Linked DNA regions of Capra hircus: region 2 is linked to region 1. The links are chromatin contacts, called in public Hi-C maps. All regions are on one chromosome and are shown on one strand. The core of a region is the stretch at or near the end of the contact, and the rest is flanking DNA. Distances in the headings are between cores, read along the strand shown.

What was found. Hi-C and Micro-C count contacts between places; a contact is called where the count stands out from the background.
Region 2: a contact with region 1 is called in a Hi-C map of blood, with 4 times the contacts expected there. The contact joins two enhancer-like sites. A contact is called at or near these places in 4 of 5 Hi-C or Micro-C datasets (blood and liver).

Annotation. Positions count from the first base shown.
Region 1 is chr4:73,096,383-73,099,554 of ARS1.2, reverse strand. No RefSeq gene overlaps it. Among named protein-coding and RNA genes, the nearest start is that of SYPL1, 20 kb to the left of the region's middle. Within about 2 kb of position 1,589, at least 1 of the 5 cell types and tissues checked has an H3K27ac peak or open chromatin away from gene starts, as enhancers often do.
Region 2 is chr4:73,171,058-73,174,055 of ARS1.2, reverse strand. No RefSeq gene overlaps it. Among named protein-coding and RNA genes, the nearest start is that of SYPL1, 55 kb to the right of the region's middle. Within about 2 kb of position 1,720, at least 5 of the 5 cell types and tissues checked have an H3K27ac peak or open chromatin away from gene starts, as enhancers often do.

The sequences.
Region 1 (3,172 bases), core at 340-2,839:
AAATCCTTATTATCTGACCCTGTATGGAAATGCGGGAAAGCTGATATGTGTTTTAGGAAGCCAGTATCGATCACTGTGTGTTGGTAACAAAAGGTAGACTGGCGTGCCATCCCAGCTCAAGAGCTGGGCTAGAATTTGGAGAATAGCTCATTCATTGTGCTCAGGAGGCCATGCTTGGCCTTTCTTTCTTCCATAGGTACTTAATCTTTGCTAGCTCTCTTAGAAATCGAATGCATTGGTCACAAGGACACAGAGAAGTGAATGTGAGTGAAACCGGTCACCTGAAGTCCATGTCCAACACTGTACCCTCAGCAGTGTCCACTTCACTCTCTGCTACTTGCATCCCGCCCCTCAGCACAGGTAACAAGAACAGCGAGGAGGCCTCCACTGCTAGAGGGCTGCAAAGATGCTGCGTATCACTTGGGGGCTGTGGGAATCTTTGCTGAAATGTTTAAATTTCCCAACAGGAAATTTAATTTGGAAAGGAACCAAAATGGTTTGTTTCCACTAGTCCTGACAGTTTCCAAGTCTGACAGTACTTCCCTACCCCTTCCTCTTTGGTTTCAGCCATAAAGAGCTGATAAAGGAGGGGAAGCAAAAAGGAAGGCAGAACAAGAGAGATTATTATGTTCTGAAACATTAAAATTGTTTCTATACACTAACATGGTTGAATTTGAACCTAAATAAAGTCCACCCTTGACACATTTTGGCAACTCTCAAAACCTGTAAGGTACCAACCTGAGTCATTGCGTGTGTGCCTGCATTCTCAGTCGCTCAGTCATGACTCTTTGCAGCCCCATGGGCTTAGCCTGCCAGCCTCCTCTGTCCATGGGAATACTGGAGTGGGTTGCCATTTCCTCCTCCAGAGGATCGTCTGGTCCAGGGATCGAACCCACGTCTCCTGCATTGGCGGCCCACAGAGGCTAAGAAATTTCCCAGGAGAGAAACTTCCTTAGGGCAGAGTGCTGCAAATGAGCTAAGCCTGGTGAGACCATTCACAATCTGTGCAGAGTGTGGCCACCTGGAGCTGAGCCGAGGAAGACTTCTGCCCCCTCCCTCGCCCTGGGCCCCTGCCCCACGCCTTCTGTCCAGCCCCTTTCCCTCCATCCGGCCCCCAACCACGCACAGCTTCTGAGTTTAATTTGGAGATGGAGAGAATTGGCAGTAAAATGGCCAAAGTTGCTCTTTGAAAGGTGTCTGACTCTGGATGATAGGAATGCTGTTTTGGTCAGAAACCCAAGGATAAAGGCCGGTGCTCCCTCTTCCCTGGTGGACACCTGTGGCTTCCGAAGTTGTATTTGAGCCCTTCGGAGACTCTAGGGGTAGCGCTCACTTCTCTGTGGCCCCCGGAGGCAGCAGCAAGGCCATTCCCACAGCTTAGCAGGAGCAAAGAGCATGACAGAGGGTTTTCCTGGAAAGACTCACGGCAGAAATACAACAGTGGACACTCCCATTTCCTGACGGCATCTGCAGTGTGCACGCAAGAGGACAGTGGTTAAGGTAGGACCACATCTGATTCTGTTATGTTTTCACGTTTGTTTATGCCTGCAAGCCCTCTTTTGGGAATTGCTACTTTCCTTTGCATAATGAGGTTCCAGTGGGGCTATTAATTAGGAGGCTTGGCTTTCTAGCCACAGAGGCGGTCACTGCTGGGACACAGGGATCTCCCTGGTCTTCTTGGGCTCACACCCTGGGCTGTGTGTGCCCAGAATACAAAAACCTGACCAGTCTGTTACTTCAGCCATTTCTCAAGGTTGTTTATGTAGTTGGTAACATTGGGAGTCAAGATATTGTCTCCTCCTGGACAAAGAGCAGGCTTGCTTGCTATAAAAGCAGTGGTTCCCCAGGCTTAGTGACAGGTACATCCGACTGCGTGTGTGGTGTTCTTCTAGGTTAGGCCATCTTGGCTGCTCCGGTGAGACTGGGGGAGGCCTGGTGCAGCCTTGATGCTGATGGTCTGCTGCCTGCTGTGCTGCAATGAGGTTTCTCATCTCTGTTCCCTCTCTTCCTGCAACATGAGACAAATAGCAACACTGGAAAAGACCCTGATGCTGGGAGGGATTGGGGGCAGGAGGAGAAGGGGACGACAGAGGATGAGATGGCTGGATGGCATCACCGACTCGATGCACATGAATTTGGGTAAACTCCGGGAGCTGATGATGGACAGGGAGGCCTGGTGTGCTGCGATTCATGGGGGTGCAAAGAGTCAGACACGATTGAGCAACTGAACTGAACCTAACTTGAAAGTAGGGTAAAATCTAATCAGAGAGGGTGGTCTTTTGATTTCCAGAAACAGACTCAGACAAGGCTTCTCTGAAATCCTTTTTAGGGATTGATGTAGAATGGGGAGAGAGAATATCACGCACTTTCCTGAATTTGCGACTTATCTGGCAGCTATAAAGGTCAGAGTTTGAGTCATACTTTATAAATGCAGTTGCTGTGCCTGTTTTGCAGATCTTTCCCCATTAAGGCTTTGGAGTGGTCAAGTTGTGTGTAGGAAGAATGCTTATTCAAACGTTAACCTGCTGTGCACACACCCTTCCCCCACCTCGCCCCCATTTCCACCTGTGTGTGATGAAAACCACTACCCACCCCTTGATATTTTTTTCCCCTATTGTCAAGGGATGCTGACCAAAGTGTAAAAGTGAATGCCGCAGCAGAGCTAACAGTTTTGTAAACTGGGGCCTGCACAGGCTATGGTACATGTCCACAGGCACTGAAACTGCCATGCCATTGAACTTGGCACCTGCGTCTGAGGGGACACCTGCTACATTCCCCTCCCCCCACACTCCCAACTTGAGACTGAACTTTCTGAGCCTGTCTGATGGATTGCTTAGGTTTTGCCAGTAAATGAACCTCTGAATATTTAATTTCCAGAAGTCAGTGTGAGTTTGGGCTGGTGGTCCTTTTAATTTCAGAATTTAGGTCCTAGGCTTCATATAATGTAGATTTTGGTACTATAAGAAGAACTCCTGAGGTTCATTGGAGATGTCTTGACTACCTTGGTGAGTCTGATAGATACAGCTATAAAACCAGATTTTGTTAGTGGGGTGTCTTTCAATAAACTGTTTGTCTGGGGGTGAGTGAGTCCTGTTACTCTTCATCTGCTCAGTAGGACAACTGTTTGTACCTTGCACAAAGGCATCATATATCCTAATGCTGGTCCTGGTTT
Region 2 (2,998 bases), core at 471-2,970, 74 kb before region 1:
CTGCTGTCTATGGGGTCGCACAGAGTCGGACACGACTGAAGCAACTTAGCAGCAAGCATCACGGAATCATAAAAGATTCTTAGAAATTAGAGAATGTTTGAGATTTCCCAATCCAGTTGCCACATAGGGTCCATGATACCTATGGAGGGACTCCAGGATTCTGAGAATTTCTTGAATTGCAAAAAGCACTTCTCAGGGAAAATTCCAAGGGGTCTATCACCCAAAAGGGTAACGAACCTCTGATTCCAACCAGTCGTCCTTCCAGGTTCAGACTTGATGAGAATTTGCTGGGGCTCAGACAGCCTGGGCCAGATCCACACTTTACCGGGTACCCTGGATCCAGTGGCTCTTGTGGTAAAGGACCCGCCTGCCAATACAGGAGACATAAGAACTGAGGGTTCGATCCCTTTGTCAGGAAGATCCCCTGGAGGAGGGCACAGCAACCCACTCCAGTATGCTTGCCTGGAGAATCCCATGGCAGGCTACAGTCCATAGGGTCGCAAAGAGTAGGACACAACTGAAGCAACTTAGCTACACATGCGCTGGATCCAGACCTGGGTCTATAAGCCCTGTTCTCTGTTAGTGGAGGACTCAAGAGAATGCCCAGGCTTGAGGATATGGGGTCTCCTTCAAGAAACTAGAGCTTTTGTGAGGGGTCTGCAGACTCTCCACTGCTTTTCCCGAGTAAACAATAAAGCGTGCACACCCTATGCACTGCTGATTTTCAGAAGAGCCTACATGTTCATTGGATAAATAAACTATCACGTAATGTGGTTACTGAATTCATCGTCGCTTTGATCATTACAGAGCTTCTCACCTACTGGATGTTCTCTCTGTATATATCTTACAAGTCTAATATGTAATTAGCCTAATACTAATATATACTGGATTCCATATGAATCTATTATAATGGGAGGTTGTCTGTCAAATATTTTGAGCTAAATGTAAATCTTTATACAGAAACTGTTGGAATCATAGTCCATGGAAAGAGAAGGGAAACCGGGTGTGAAAGTGTGATGACCAGGGGTGGCCAAGGGATGGATGCTTGGGCAGGAAGTTGTGGCAGGCAGCAGGCAGAGCGTGGAGGCAGAAATGAGACTCAAGCCGTGGGACCACTCAGGTGGAACCACAGAGACCAAGGCTCGCTCTTCTGACTGGGAAGATGCAAATTTTCATTTAAGCATCTTGCTTAAAAAAAAAAAAAATCTCCTGATACCACTGTATTTGCTATTGGTGTTTTAAAACACCAATTTAAATACCACATTTACTGGTATCCCTTCTCAAAACCAGATGTCCCCCTTCTTGCCTGAGAGCTGGGCTTCAGAAAACCCAAGCATCAACCTCGGATGGTTAGACCTGCAGGTGGGCAGTTCCCTAGGGACCATTCCAACCAAACCTGGAACAGAAAGGCAAGCTGAGGATTGGGGTTCCTTTCACGGTTCTATCAGCTTCTCTCCACTTCACTGCCTAAGCATGTCCTCCAGACACAGGCCCAGGGACCAGAGTGACTCATTATTTATCAAGAGCCTCCTGGAGAACGTGGGAGACTGAGAACAGGAAAACCATGTTGTGGCGTCTGCGGACCCTGCCTGGGTGCTGGCCAAACCTGACCAGGTTCAAGTTGCCCAGGTGGCTGCTGAGACACGCCCTGCCCTCCCAGCCACCCTGGGAGGCGTGTGTGGACTTGGCCGCTGCCAGACGTTGCCTGCTGTTGCCGTTCCTCACACTGACCACTCTGCTCGCCCAGACTCCACTGTAGCTCCATTGTCCACGGTGGCCTGGGCCGACCAGCCTGGCCTGGAGCCCTGCCCTGGGAGGATGCAGGCTACCACGGCATCACAAAGCACTGCTGTGTGGCCCTGACAGGAGGAATTTGTCATTAGCTGCGAGATGGTCCCTGGCAGATCCTGGCATGTGGTGAGCAGACAGCTCTGTGCTGCTGGCAGTGCTGAGAACCGCCAGTCGGATGCGGTGCCTTCACCTCCACGTGGACTCCTGCAGCCTCGGGTTCACTGGCACCTTTTGTACTGACCCAGAGCAGAGGTCGGGCTGGCGCAAGGGCAGGAGTAGTTTGTGCCCAGTGCCTGTTGCTGTGCAGTTGACAGCACTGGCACTGTGAAGAGTGTGCCCTGACCTGGTAGTCCTCCTGGCATCAAGGCATGCTTGGAGCCTGCCCATCCCACCTGGGACCCGGGCCAGGTCCCCAAACAGTGGCAGCATCCTGTGGATGCCATATCCGACCAGAAGAGAAAGGAAGTGGGTCTCATGGGGAAGGCGTAGTCACACACAAAATCAAAAACCATAAAATTAAAAATGAATAATTTCAACTACTTTAAATTTGAGAACTTCAGTCCACCACAGGTGCTTTAAAGAAACTCAAAAAATAAGCCACAAACCAGGAAAACATGGGCACACATAAGTGACAAAGGATTCAAATCAAGAATATATGAAGTCTGGTACTCCAAGCCATGTGGAAAGGGTCTAAAAGGGACCAACAGTTAGTAGAGAAACAGGCAACAATGATGGGCATTTTACAGAAGAGGAAAGACACAGAGGTAAGTAAACATGGAGATGCCAACCTTGTCAGTATCCAGAAAAATGCAAACCAAGACCGTAATGAGGTCTAGCTCCTGGGGTGAGACATGAAGGGCTCCAGGTCTGGAGAACTCTCCTCAGATGGTTCTCAGTGACTCTGGGCCTTTTCCAGGCAAAGGGGGGCCTGACCTGCTGAGTCCTGCAGAGTGCCTGCTTTGTCCTTCCCCCAAGTACCTTCCTACCCAGAGTCTGAGTGGGACCCCTGTCCTTTCCCTTCCTGTCCCCACCAGTATGGGTGAAGAGCCCCAAGGCTCAGGCAGATCCACCCCCACCCCCACCCCCCGAGGCCTCACTCTCAGCATCTTCCCTCGGCTCTTCTCTCAGGCCTCAGCCTGGTCACCTGGGCTGCAGAAACATTTTTTCAGTCTGAAATTAAGACAGATAATCAGTCCACATCACCTCA